Linked DNA regions of Mus musculus: regions 1 and 2 are each linked to region 3. A link is a contact called in public HiCAR-type and HiChIP or PLAC-seq data. All regions are on one chromosome and are shown on one strand. The core of a region is the stretch at or near the end of the contact, and the rest is flanking DNA. Distances in the headings are between cores, read along the strand shown.

The links. HiCAR-type assays count read pairs that join an accessible place to other places. HiChIP or PLAC-seq counts read pairs in DNA pulled down with a chosen protein or histone mark.
Region 1: a contact with region 3 is called in an H3K27ac HiChIP or PLAC-seq map of extraembryonic endoderm stem cells, with 13 times the contacts expected there. The contact joins the promoter of Anapc7 here to the promoter of Mapkapk5 in region 3. A contact is called at or near these places in 1 of 115 datasets of contacts at active chromatin or transcription factors (extraembryonic endoderm stem cells) and 1 of 9 other capture datasets (liver).
Region 2: a HiCAR-type map of astrocytes shows a contact between it and region 3, with 2.1 times the contacts expected there. The contact joins the promoter of Atp2a2 here to the promoter of Mapkapk5 in region 3.

What each region holds. Positions count from the first base shown.
Region 1 is chr5:122,419,443-122,424,150 of GRCm38.p6, forward strand. It overlaps Anapc7 (anaphase promoting complex subunit 7), which reads left to right and starts at 3,002. Exons shown (of 11, transcript NM_019805.4): 1 at 3,002-3,236. The coding sequence starts at 3,136.
Region 2 is chr5:122,499,319-122,503,882 of GRCm38.p6, forward strand. It overlaps Atp2a2 (ATPase, Ca++ transporting, cardiac muscle, slow twitch 2), which reads right to left and starts at 2,907. Exons shown (of 20, transcript NM_001110140.3): 1 at 2,250-2,907; 2 at 1,613-1,630; 3 at 1,413-1,495. The coding sequence starts at 2,367.
Region 3 is chr5:121,543,581-121,548,016 of GRCm38.p6, forward strand. It overlaps Mapkapk5 (MAP kinase-activated protein kinase 5), which reads right to left and starts at 2,312. Exons shown (of 14, transcript NM_010765.2): 1 at 1,585-2,312. The coding sequence starts at 1,620.

The DNA of each region.
Region 1 (4,708 bases), core at 1,752-4,251, 880 kb after region 3:
ATAGATATAAGGGGCACTGCCCAAGGTGGAAGGGAATCAGGAACACTACTACAAAAAGAAAAGGGGGGCCCATCTAGGTTGGGAGGGTATAGTACCATTGCCCTTGGATATACTGGCAGGCCACACCCCTGGAATCCAGGTAGCATTAGCTTTAGTAGATACAGCTGAACACAATCACTCATCTGTGAAATATTTTTGAATCATCTGAAAACGCAACAATCCCTTTAGCTGAAGCAGCATAGAAAAAAGGCAATTGTAGTGAAGCATTAGATGTAAAGAATTGAGGAAACACTTGAATGCATCAATGGCATGGGCCTCAGGAACACAGACATAATTCCCCAACATAGCTCTTCAGTTCTCACTAGCGGGAGCATTCCCAGCCACAGGAACATCCACGTCCTCATAGCTCTGCTTGTTTTGAATTGCTCTGGTCAGCCGTTCTGGGACCCACAGCTGTTGTGATCCTGGGGAAACACAAGCAAACTCTCTCTCCCAAACCAATTGAGAGCACTCCTCTCTCACCTGATTCAGCCCCTCATTACCTCTCTGGAGTTCTACGTCACATCTTTATCTTCTATGCAATTTCTCACTAACTTCCAGACTGGCAAAACCCCTTTTGGTAAAACCCTCTGTTCCTCTGCAAACCTCAATTCCCCATGGTGCTTGGTGCAACTTGTCCCAAAACCGTGAACCTTAACTTGTCCCCAAAAACGGGAGCCTTAACTTGTCCCAAAACCGGGAACCTTAACTTGTCCCAAAACCGGGAACCTTATCATTACTTTGTGCCTGCTTCCTGGCAACTTTATATTTGCCTCTATTTTATCCGAGGTCCTTCCCAAAACTCCTGGGTTATTTTGTGCCTGCTTCCTGGCAACTTTATATTTGCCTCTATTTTATCCGAGGTCCTTCCCAAACTCCTGGGGTAGTAAGTTTCTCTTACTGTGAACTTACCCTGCTGGCAAACACTGACTGCTGAAAGTTCTGAACTCGTTGGTGGGGGAGTCGGTTCCCCGAATGGGCCACCAATTGTCACGTCCACTCTCGACCAACAAGAACGACACGACCACCAGTCCTTCTAACAGCAGTTTATTCAGCAAACTTCAGTCTCCCTCTCTCTCTCTTCATCTTTTTCTCTCCCAACTTTATCTCTCTCTCTCTAACCCCGGGCCTCTCACTCTTATATACTCTCAGTCCCCATCCACTCACAGCAGGCCATATCACCTCACCAGGCACGCAGCTTCAGCCAATCAGGGCAGCAGGGGCATGTCTCCACCAAAATGGATTCGCCAGTATCCTGGTGCACCTGCGCAGCTCTCATGAAGGTTGTGGCTTATTTTCAGGTGTATGAGGAAGTCAGGTGCAAGTCATAAGACTTAGCTGCAGTCCTGGGCACCTTCTTGGGACTGCTGCCACACCCACTCCTCACGTGGGGTCAAGATGTCTTTGTCATAGGCTAGTGAGATGGTTGAGTGGTTAAGAGCACTGGCTGTTCTTCCAAGGTCCGGAACTCATTTCTCAGCAACCACATGGTGGCTCACAACCAACTATAAAGGTATCTGATGCTATCTTCTGGTGTGTCTGAAGACAGCTACAGTGTATACTCATATACATAAAATAAATAACTAAATCTTTTTTAAAAAATGGCCTTGAATCTCAAATTTAAGCAAACAGCTTCAGTTGTTTACATTTTAATTGCATGTAGTTATTTATTTTGTGCGAGTGAGAGGCACATGCGGCTGTCTCAGAGGACAACGTGAAGGAGTCAGGTCTCTCCTCCCACACAGGGGATTGAATTTACAAAACTAGCCTTGCTGATAAGTGGTTTTACTCTCAGGCTGCCCAGCTTCAACATTTGAAAGTTTTGGTTTCCTTGTCGGCAAAGAAGGACTGACAATTCAAAGTACTTATTTGTTTGTTTGTTTGTTTGTTTGTTTTAAGCGTTTTCAAACAGGGTTTCTCTGCGTATCCCTAGCTGTCCTGGAACTCACCCTATAAACCAGGCTAATCTTTAACTCACAGAGATCGGCCCAACTCCCAAGTGCTAGAATTAAACCACCCCCTGCCAACGTTGTTATTTATTTATTGAATATGAGTACACCATTGCTCTCTTCAGACACACCAGAAGAGGGCATCAGATCCCATTAAATGTGGTTTTGAGCAACCATGCGGTTGCTGAGAATTGAACTCAGGATCTCTGGTATAGCAGTCGGTGCTCTTAACCACTGAGCCATCTCTCCAGATCCAAGTTGTTGTTGTTTGTTTGTTTGTTTGTTTCAATGTATTTTTATGAGTATCTGCATGCCTGAGTGTGTATGTCTGTGCACCACATGCATGTATGTGCCCATAGACGCCAGAGGAAGGAGTCGGATGCCCTGGAGCTGGCCTTTCAGACTGTTGTGAGCCACCAGGTAGGTGCTAGGAACCGAATTCCCCTGCAAGAGCATGCAGTTTTAATTTCTGAGGCGGCTCTCTCCCTCTATGGAAATGGCTTCAGCATTGCGATTTGTGAATATGCAATGCAGTAACGAGTTCGTAAAGGCTTGAGATGTTGACAGTGGGGCGATCAGAGATCCAGCTCATCCCTGTAACTATCTTTTCTTCGCACTTGGATCTAGCGGGTCACTTGGACGGGCAAGCCATGCCTTGCACCAAGGAATCTATTCCCAGTGACAGGGACAAGAGTCGCCAGGAGAGGGGGGCGTGCCACCTTCGCCTAGGACGCTCCCGTAGTTGGAGAAAGCCAGCCCTTGCGCGCCTGATTCGAAAATTCAATTTTTAACTGTCCGTTTTCCGCCTCCGCTGTGTTTAGGATGAACTCCTGTGCATTGTTACTAGCCTCCGCGAGGCATCCATTCCTCTCAGGCTGTCTTTAGCGCAGCAAAACTACGATTCCTACTGGGATGGCTTTGAAGATGATGATGATGGAGAAAACCCTTTCGCCGCTGCTTCTTTTTACTCAGGCACGTCCGTGGCTACCTCCATCTTCGGGGGGCGGAGCCGCGTCTGGACCGGAAGGACCCCGGCGCCGTCTCCATTTTGGAACTTTCCCCGAGCCTCTGCTCTCGGTTCCCGGGAGTTCTGTCCGCCGCTGCCGGTGCCGCGGTGTCGCCGGGGGCCACGGTGTTGCCGGGCAGGATGAGTGTGATAGACCACGTGCGGGACATGGCGGCTGCGGGACTGCACTCCAACGTGCGGCTCCTCAGCAGCCTGCTGCTCACCATGAGTAACAACAACCCGTGAGTTGGAGAGGCGGGGAGGTGGCGGTCCCGGGAGCCGGGGTTGGCGGTGGCGGGGGGACGGTGTGGTCCCGCGGAGGGCTGCGCGGGATCCGGCCTCGGTGGCCTCGGAGTTCTGGCTCCTTCCAGAACGACGAAGTCCCCTGAGTCCCGGGGACCCAGTCCACCGAGTGTCAGCCGTGGGGGTGCCACCCCAGCGGAGGGAGGGGACCCCACTTTCCGAGACTGAGAGCATCGGTGGCGGGCGCGGTGGCGCCTTTTTTTAATTTAAAAGGAACCCTGGCAGTCTAATGTAAGGCCCGACATTGCCGCCGGGGAGTGACTGGTTTTGTGTGGTTGTGTTTACAAACAGGGGTCTCCTGTAGCCCAGGCTAGCCTGCCCCAGGCTGTGTGTGTGTGTGTGTGTAGTCAAGGAAGACCTTGACCTTCTTACCCTCCTGCCTACGCCTCCCAGAAGCTGGGGGGGGGGGGTTAACTGGTGTTTTACACCCCCACCATGCTCTCAGTGTGCGTGTGGACCTTGGGGATCGAACCAGGGATTTCAGGCGTGCTAGGCAAAACACTACCGATGGAGTGACAGTTCTATCTAGCCGGGTTTACTGCGTCTCAAAGGAAGCCCGGGACAGTTGTAGGCTTGAATTGCCTGTAAGGGCCTTGCTTAAAAATTTCCCCATCATTGCTCACTCTTCGACGTGGCTCCGCAAGTCAACCTAGTCATTCCTTTTCTCTAATTTCTCCTCCTGCCCGAGCGCTCTCAGAGCAAGCATTGGCACCGGTGGCTTCACTTTAGAACCGCTGCCTGAGCCGGGCAGTGGTGGCGCATGCCTTTAGTCCCAGCACTTGGGAGGCAGAGGCAGGCGGATTTCTGAGTTCGAGGCCAGCCTGGTGTACAGAGTGAGTTCCAGGACAGCCAGGGCTACACAGAGAAACCTTGTCTCAAAACAAAACAAAACAAAAAAAAATGCTAAGGAAATGTGTTTATTACAGGGAGGTCCAGTAGGTCGACCAAGATCACACCCTGGAGAACATAGAGGAGCGAGTGGATCTGTCTATGATTGGAGATAGTTTGTATTTCAGTCCACCACTGTCTAGTGCTTCCAAAGAACATTACAGTAGCCTTCTACTCCGTGCAGACATTTGCATTTGGCGTGGCTGAGGCTAGTCTAGTGAGACAGCCAAAGGGCTGTGAGGGGCCTGTAATTCAGTCACTACCCCCCACTCCAATTCATTAGTGTGCTTTGGACCGACTAGGCACACACATCATTTGGTCACCAGCTTCTTTTTTTTTTTTTTTTTAAAGATTTTATTTATTTATTTATTTTTATTTATTATATGTAAGTACACTGTAACTGTCTTCAGACACTCCAGAAGAGGGCATCAGATCTCATTACGGGTGGTTGTGAGCCACCATGTGGTTGCTGGGATTTGAACTTCGGACCTTCGGAAGAGCAGTCGGGTGCTCTTACCCACTG
Region 2 (4,564 bases), core at 1,657-4,156, 960 kb after region 3:
CACATATATAACTTATTTTAGCACATGGCAACACGCTCAAACTATAATCAACTCCATTTATCTTGTTTACAAATGAAACAACCACCTATTGGACAAAATTTTTAAAAATTAATCACAAAAAGATATTATATATAAGAAGTACAGAGTAAATAACTCAGCAGTATGCTGAATGGTCTCCTATGGGAATCTAATAAATTTTATTCAGTGAAAACCACAGGTGAAATTCTTACGAAATGAGCTAGCGAGTAAGGGGTACACAACACGTAGATGACAAACCAAAGTTTCAGGAGAAAATTCATGTATACAACTGCTCCTAAAAGTCCCCTTTGCTGCCAATTAACTATTATTTTAAAAATAGCTAAAAAATTAATCTTTCCTTTACCTGAATTCAGTAAGTTCTCTAAACAATCCTCTAAGCTAATGTTTTCATAGAGGCCATGACCACAGAACCCCTGGGTCAGACTTAAACGTGTGAATACATAATTGAAACCATACAGTTATCAGTTTTGTGAAACCTAAGACAAGTACTGTATGATTTTTCACTTCCTATCACAGTATAAGAATACAATGTTCTAAGAATAAAAATTGGCGTGTGTTATGAAGATTAAGAACATCTGCATACCATTATCACCATTTAAAAGAAACTATAAGGTCCACTGCCCAGGAAAAAAAAATCCTGGAGTAAAATGTTAATAACCTAGAACTACCCTTGCCGTCCCCATTAGCTTTTCTTAGGCAGGTCTCTCTCTGCATTTCTCTAGTTTCTTAGCAACCACACTGGCTCAAGCACATACAGAACAAGAAAGAAAGAAAGAAAAAAAAACAAACAAAAACCCCACCTTCACCTTTATTCCCTCTTTAATATTTAGAACCAAGAATACTGAACTTTGCTCTCTTACTCTAGGAATCACTCAAGACAGGGGTCCAGGTTAGATGCCACCCTAGAGGTCAGTGACCAAATTTGGTCAACAGTGGTGCCATCACTGCCGTCATCATTCTTGTCACTGTCAGGAACAACTGTCACCTTGCCACCACCAGGAAGGCAAAGCAACTGGAATATTCCTTTTGTACGATCTATTTACAGAGTGCCCAACATCATCGTAGTGTGATCTTACAACATGATAACAAATGGAAGAACCCCAACAGAAAAGGACTTAGAGTGAGGAACTTTCTGATACTAAAAACTGGTGAGACACAAGAATTCCAGAGACCCTGCGCAGTCAGGGGTCACCTCTCACTGCACTGTAACCTAAGCAAAACAGCTTCTATCATTTTCCCCCCTCTAATTCTTGAGTTATTTTGTTTGTTTGTTTTTAAACACGGAAACTCAATGGTAATTATTTATTTTCTGGTGTCCCAACGAAATTCTTTCAACTTTTATGGGGAGACAAAATAATTTTTTAAATACTTACGAAAGATATACATGCTGCCAGCAGTAAAATTCTAACTAGTAAGTCTTCAAACTGCTCAATCACAAGTTCCAGCAAGGTTTTTCCTGTTAGAAAAGGAAAGGAAAAAAAAAAAAAAAAAAAACAAACCATTTGTTTCAATTGTCCACATCAATCAGCCTGCACACATCATCTCTCCAAAATAACATGTTAATATTATTTACCTTCTTCAGCCGGCAATTCTAGAAGGCCGAAATTCGACAGCAACGTGTCAGGAGGAAAGCAGAAAGAAAAATGAAGATATTGTATTAGCGCTTTTATTAAAAACTGCTAAATTCACCACCATCGTTGTCTGAATGGCGGATATAGGTGTATGAACGTACAACAATCTGTCTCCACTTTGATACCCCGAGAAAATTATTCAGCCCTGGTAATCAGTGGCCTCGGAACTGCCCGTAAGCCCTCTCCGGCCTCCAGGACCATGCAGTCATTTCAGCTGGGTCATCACTTCTGCCAGATGTGCAACTTTGGGGAGCACAAGAAACGGTCCGAGGGTTTCTCAACAACATCGACGCCTCATAAATCCGCGGGGGACTCAGCCCAGCCGCAGGAACCTCCTCCCTCCTTCCCACTCCCTCTCCCCCCCCCCCAATCCGACTCGCTGAGCGCCGGCCGGGAAGGTCACCGGCTCGAGACCCCTAGAGGTCGGCGATGGCCCAGACCCGCGCGTGGACCGCCCGGCCTCTCGCAGCCGTCGGGCGCCGCGCCGAGCCAAGCCCCACGAGGTGGAGCCGGGTCAGCCATCTTCCTTGGCGCTCGGGCCCGCGCCGCGCCGCTGCAGCCCCGGCGCCCCGCACCTACCGTTGGAGCCCCATCTCTCCTTGAGCTTCTTGACCTGCTCCAAGCTCAGCCCCGTGCTCTCGTTGACCCCGAAGTGGCCCAGCACCTCCTCCACGGTCTTTGTGTGAGCGTTCTCCATGGCTGCGGGGGCCCCGGCCGGCCTCGCCTCGCGTCCCCGCGGCCTCCTCGCCTACCGCCTCGCACTCCGGCCGCGGGCTCGTGCCACCGCGGGCGCCCGGGCGCGGACAGCTGTCCCCTCCTTTTTCTTCTCCTCCTCCTCCTCCGCGGCGGCGGCGGCCGCTTCCGCCTGACCGGGGCGCTGAATCACCCGAGCCCCCTCCCCCAGAAACCGCCGCACGCGGCCCGGCCTCGCCGAGCCCGCCCGAGGGACTGCGAGCCTCCCGCCCCGCCGCGAGTGTGGGTCGCTTCAGCAGCTGCCAGCCGGCCGCGGGCAGCGCAGGCCCCGGGCGCTGCGCCGAGGAGACGGGGCGCAGATGAGGAGCGGCGCCGGGCCGAGCCCTCGGCGCCGGGAACCGCGAGGCAGGCGACGGGAGAGGAGCTGCGCGGCGCGCCGGCCCGAGCCCCTCAGCTCTGCACCCCCGACAGCGGCGGCGGAGGGAACTGCGGCGGAGGAGACGGGAGGTGGCGGCGTCGGGGACGGCTCCGCGGAGGCTGCTCTAATAGCATTTATCCGCCGCTGCCTCCCCTCTCGCCGCCGCCGCGGCATGTGGACGCCGCTCATTGGCCGAGAGAGCCCCCAGCGCGGCGCGGGCGGCGCGGCCCCGCCCCCTCCTCCGGCGCCCTCCCGCGCGCGCGCACCGCGCGCCCACGCCGCCAGCAGGCCCCGCCTCCTCCCGCGCGCCGCCCCCCAGGAACCCGGATCGAGGCCGCGCGCGGCGCCTGTGCGCGCGCACGGGGCCAGGGCCACCTCTGCGTCCACGCTGTGCTCGATGCGCTGCGGCCACCGGCGCGGGCGGAGGGTGAGCCTGACTTTTCCGGGGCCACGGCTTTTCCCGTATCGACCGCGCGCGGGGATAGAGCGCGGAGTTCACGGGTGGGCGCTCTGTGCTGGTTGCCCTGCCGCTGAGGTTGGGGACTGGCTGGGACCGCGCATTGGCAGGGAGGCTCGGGAACGCAGGGGGGCCGAGGCGCGCTCGCACTGGTGTCCTTGGCTTGCCTCCGCGTCCTGGGCAGCGCGAGCCGTGCTCTGCATCCTAATGTCTCCTTCAGAGCCCCCCTCAGCAACCAAGGGGAGGAATTCCGCAGTTCCCTTCCCACACAGCCAAAAGCGCTCATCTGTCGCCTCGGGAACACCGCATCCCACACCCCCAGCCGAAAGCCTCATCTCCATCGCACGCCAACACCAGCCCTTCCTTCCCCTGCGGGTTCTGTGCCCCGACAGGGAATCCCACTCTTGGGGGAGGAAGGAGGAAGTTTTATTTCGTTTTTAGTAGCTCACACAGCCTTTGACACACGTCTGCATAGAAGTCACAGGTTATGCTGTAGCAGCTATGCTAGGTGGCTTGGCTTTGGCTTCCAAATGATGGCTGCTATATAAGACTTCCACTTCCCCCAATGCGAGAGAAGGAGCCTTCAATCCCAAATCTATTCTTAAACCACAGATCATCTGTTGTTTCTGTGAGGTCTGTACAGAGCCTAGCATGCAAGGTAATTTTGCCAATATAAAGAGGCTATACGGAGCCCGCCTGTGATCCCACGAACAGAAGTGGAAGCCACGGGATCAAGAGTTCAAGGTCATGGACAGACACTGAAGGAGTTTAGGAGCAGTCTTCCACGTTGGACCTTGTCTAAAACATACAAAATAAATTTAAAAAGCAGAGGAATGTGGGAAGCCATACTTAACAGGGAGGAGGCCCTTTGCATTGAATTTGCAAATATCTTCACAAAATGCGGCTTCATGAAGGGCATAGATTGCAAAATAAAGCATTTCATCTTCTTGAGTGTTTAGCAACGCCACCCCCCCCCCCCAATCACTTGAGACGTCCCACAAGGCTCCGCCTCAAGACTTAAGATAGATTCCTTCAGCAGATGCAAATCATGGTGCTTTACCCGACTGAAAAAAAAAATCAAGTACGTCACTTCATTTAATTATTTCCAAGGAGTGGAGGCTGGCACGCAGTTCTGATTGATACTTGGAACAGGACCAACAGAACCCTACACGAAACAAACAAACAAAAATTCTAGTGTATAGCAATGCACTCCCTAGAAGCAAGGTGGAAACTGGTTAGGTCACAGCCTCTTCTGGAGGATCAGGTGACTGCCTGCGAGGTGGGGGGTGAGAGGGTGGGAGGGATGGAGAGCTGGTGGGTCTCCCT
Region 3 (4,436 bases), core at 1,062-3,561:
TCTTTTTTTTTTTAAAGGATTCAGTATGCCCAAAAAGGATTCAGTAGCCAAGCTGAGTTGGATCCTTGGAACTCACATAATGGAAGGAGAACCAATTTCCATGTGTGTACATGCACTCATATACACACAAACACACAGACACTTAAAATGTATAATACATTTAAAGACTAAAAGAACAATATTGATACTGAGTCAAAACTAAGGACATTCCATTTCTTTTTTGTTTTGTTGATCTGTTTTTGTTATGGCAACTCACTGTGTTGCTTAGGCTAACCTTGAACTCCTGGCCTCAAGCACATGCCACCATAACCCAGCAAATATACATATTCTCAATGGTGAAACAAAATCAATGAAGACTAAATGTATGAAATTGTCAAATACACAGAAAAACATGAAGAATGTTGACACAAAACAAAGCTGTCACTTTAAATTTTAAAATACTCTAAACAAACTCTACTTTAGTAGGTGGTGGTGGCGGCGGCAAACACCTTTAATCCCAGCACTCAGGGAGGCAGAGGCAGGTGGATCTTTGAATTTGAGGCCAGCCTCAAACAGAAAATGAGTTCCAGGACAGCCAGGGCTACACAGAGAAACCCTGCCTCGAAAAAAACAAAACAAAACAAAACAAAAAACAGAAAAGAGTTTGTAGTTTCATGATGGCCTCTTTACTCTTTGTGGCCAAAGACAACCTTGAACTTTTTATTTCATTTTTTTTTTAATGTGTGTCTCCAAAGATGAGAGGGCAACTTGCCAGAGTTGGTGCTCTCCAGCCATGTGGGTCTAAGGATCTTACTCTGGTCACCAGGCTTGGACTGAGGCTCCTCTTCTGAGCCAGATATTAAATCACAGCATTGGCTGGGATCCTCAACTACTGATCCTCCCGCGTGTGTGTGTGTGGGGGGGGGGGTGACCCCTCCCCGTGCCAGTTTCATGCAGTGCAAGGGATCAAACCCAAGGGTTCATGCATGGTGAGTACTCTACCAGCTGGCTATATTCCCAGTCCCATTTGGGGTCGTTTTAGAATACGGGGCGCTTTAAACTCTTCAGAAATAAACTCTTGATTCTTGAGAGTAGACAAGAGAACAGAAGGAAATGAACGCACAGAGAAGGGAAAAGCCAAAGGGCAGGTTTTGGGCAAAGGTAAAGCAACTCCTGAAGTTGAAGGTCTCAAACAGGCTTGGTTCAGAGCCATCAGGAGGGGTCAGAGCCACTGCCAAGTGTCGCAGTGGGTCACCAAGATGCAAATGGACACAGTTGGAGGTGATGGAAACATGAGAGTCCTAAGAAGCCCTCTTATATCCCACTCATATGAAGTATCTCCACACTACTCAACTTCGTTCTAGCTGAGCACAAATTGCATCAACCAAGGAGGCTAGAGGGAATCGGAGACACCACCCTACACAAGCCAACACTCTGGGCCTTCAAATGCGGTCCCCTTCCCCGGGAGGCCGAAAACCGAACTTACTAGATGCTAGGAACTAGAACCTCTACCTCCCATTCAAATTCTCTCTATTTCCCAAGGCCCACGATGAGCGGAATCGCGGTTGTCGACAAAGCAGGGTACGGGTTGCATCTCCCGCTTACCTTGATGGCTTTCTCCATGTCGCTGTCCTCCGACATGCTCCGCTGGGCTCCCACAGCCCGAAGCGGCGGAGGCTGCGCGGCTGTCCCGTCCCCTGGCAGCCGAGGAAGCAAAGGGCTCGGAGCTCGGGGAGACGGGCAGCGCCCGCCCCTAGGGAGCGGAGGGGATGAAGGTCCGGGTGCCGGCTCGGCTTCCGCAGGCGGCTCTAAGCTGGTGGCGGCGGTGGCGGCGGCAGCGGCGGCGGCCCCTGGGGACAAGCCTTTGTGCTGGGCCCCGCGCAGCCGCTTCCCGGCCTCATCCCCGGCCGGGGAGGCAGGCTCCCGGGGCAGGGCGAGGCGGGGAGGGGCCCGGCCTGGAGCGCCGTGCGGGGCTTTGGCGGGGCCGCCGCTTAGGCCTGGGTTCGCCAGCTCCTGAGGAGAAGCCTGCGCCGCCGCCTCCGCCTTCCCCGCCGCCGCCGGCACCAGCACCGTAGCGAAGCCGAAGCCGAGCCCGCCGCCGCTGCCGCCGCCGCCGCCGCCGCCGCCGCCGCCGCTCCCACTGCCGCTCCAGCGCCACACATCGCCGGGACGCCTGCGCCGGGCAGCCCGCCGGCCGCCCGCCCGCGCCTCACCCTCTGCAGCTTCACGCCAGCCATGCTGCCGCGGGGCTCTGCGACCACCCAGCCCCGCGCGCCTCTCGCCGGCATCCGCCGGCCTTTCTGAGGCTTTCCCGAGCCGCGCGGTGGATGTGCAGGCGCCAGCCGGGTCGTCCCCGGGGCGCGCCGCACGCAGCACAGGCCCCCGGGCCTTCCACTGACGTGGCGCTGGGTGAATGACGTAAGACGGCGCGAGGCCTGGCCTGCCGAAAGAGAAGCGGAATGCAGGGAGGGCGCATGCGCGGGAGCCCGCTGCTGAGTGTCTTGTGTTTTGAGCGAAACCTGTGGATGCAGCCAAGGAGTTGGCTGGGAAGTGGGATGGTAACGTGGGACATACAGAAATCTGGCTGTGTGGGAACCAACCGGATCGTGCTCGTCCTGTCAGCTTAGCGGGGTCGGAGATGTTGCTGCCTGCTGCAGCCATCTCAGCATCCCGAGGATGCTAGAAGCGGGAAGGAGGGACAAACGAGTTCTTGGCTTCCATGCGGACGGTTTTAGGACTAGCCAGTTTATGAAGCAGAATTGAAGGTTTGGTTGATTGATTGATTGATTGATTGATTAATTGATTTTTCGAGACAGGGTTTCTCTGTGTAACCCTGGCTGTCCCGGAGCTCACTCTGTAGACCAGGCTGGCCTCGAACTCGGAAATCTGCCTGCCTCTGCCTCCCAAATGCTGGGATTAAAGGCGTGTGTCACCACCGCCCGGCTCTGAAGGTTTTATTAACGATTACTTAAATGGAAGCGTATCCCTGAGAGAGTCATAAGAGACGAGTACACAAAGTATACACAAAGGAGTTTAGTACACGTCCTTTCTGTTAGATTTCTGAGGCAGTTCAAAGGAACAGACAGGGAGCAAAAGAGAGATGGGAGCCTGACCTCTTAACAGTCAGGACTGTGATTACTGGTGCGCACAGCAGGGGGCACAGTCCTCCTCCTGGAAGTTGGACTCCTCTACCAGAGGAAAAAGCTGGCTTCGAGGAGCCTATATAGTAAGGGTGTTAAGAATGCAGAAATATGGGGGGAGAGGCCTCAGGCCACTTCCCATTTCGTTTTATGAAGTTATCTAAATCAATTTAGATATTAAAATCAAAACTTCCAAGTTTTGGCCAGCAGTAGCCTTTGTCCAATGTGCATGGAGGCTAGATTGGGACCAAGAGCTGAGCAAGTTAGTGTCTTGAGGTCTCCCCATAGAGAGCTCTTTTAGATTAGCCTTCAGCCAGGCTAATGGTATGTCCTTTGGAATGGACAGTTTGGAACCCATGGCAGGCGTGCAACCAAGGTAAAAACATGGGTTAAATTGAGTCACCCAGGGGTATCCCTCAGATTTTCGATTAACCAAATGTAATGAGCATATTTAAAAAAAAAAAAAGCCGGTAAACCTGAAAAAAATAGCTTAGTTAGGAACTCCACTACACCCAGTGCTGCACCTGATAACCAGAACCCAGTGACCCAAGATAACCAGACACAGCCCTAGAACCCCATGGCCTCCACTGGACAGTACCTAAACAGAGACAAGAGCAATGCTCTGCACATCTGGAGAGACCTTCATCGGCCCTGCAGCTGGACAGTCTTCCCCAGGATCCTGACCCTTGAATCAGAGGCCACTATTAGAGACTGCACCTGACCTTTTGCTAATATGTCATACAGGTGAGCAGCCTAATACAACATACCTTGCTATACCAACTACCTGTGTCTACATTCTTGCTCACAATAAACATGCTTCAAAAGGAGAGTGAGGGGCTGGAGAGATAGCTCAGAGGTTAAGAGCACTGACTGCTCTTGCAGAGGTCCTGAGTTCAATTCCCAGCAACCACATCATGGCTCACAACCATCTGTAATGGGATCTGATGCCCTCTTCTGGTGTGTCTGAAGATAGCTACAGTGTACTCGTATACATAAAATAAATAAATAAGTTAAAAAAAAAAAAAAAGGAGAGTGAGCAACCCCAGTCTCGCACATTCCCAGGGGTCAAGGTACGGGAAAAAGTACAGGAAAAGTTCCTAGAGCTTTCTGTCAACCAAGTCAAGCAGGCTGTATCAGTCAGGGTTCTCTAGAGTCACAGAACTTAGGGGCAGTCTCTATATAGTAAGGGAATTTGTTGATGACTTACAGTCTGCAGTCCAACCCCCAACAATGGTCAGCAGCAGCTGTGAATGGAAGTCCAAGGATCTAGCAGGTGCTTAGTCCCACAAGGCAAGCAGATGAAGAAGAAAGAGAGCG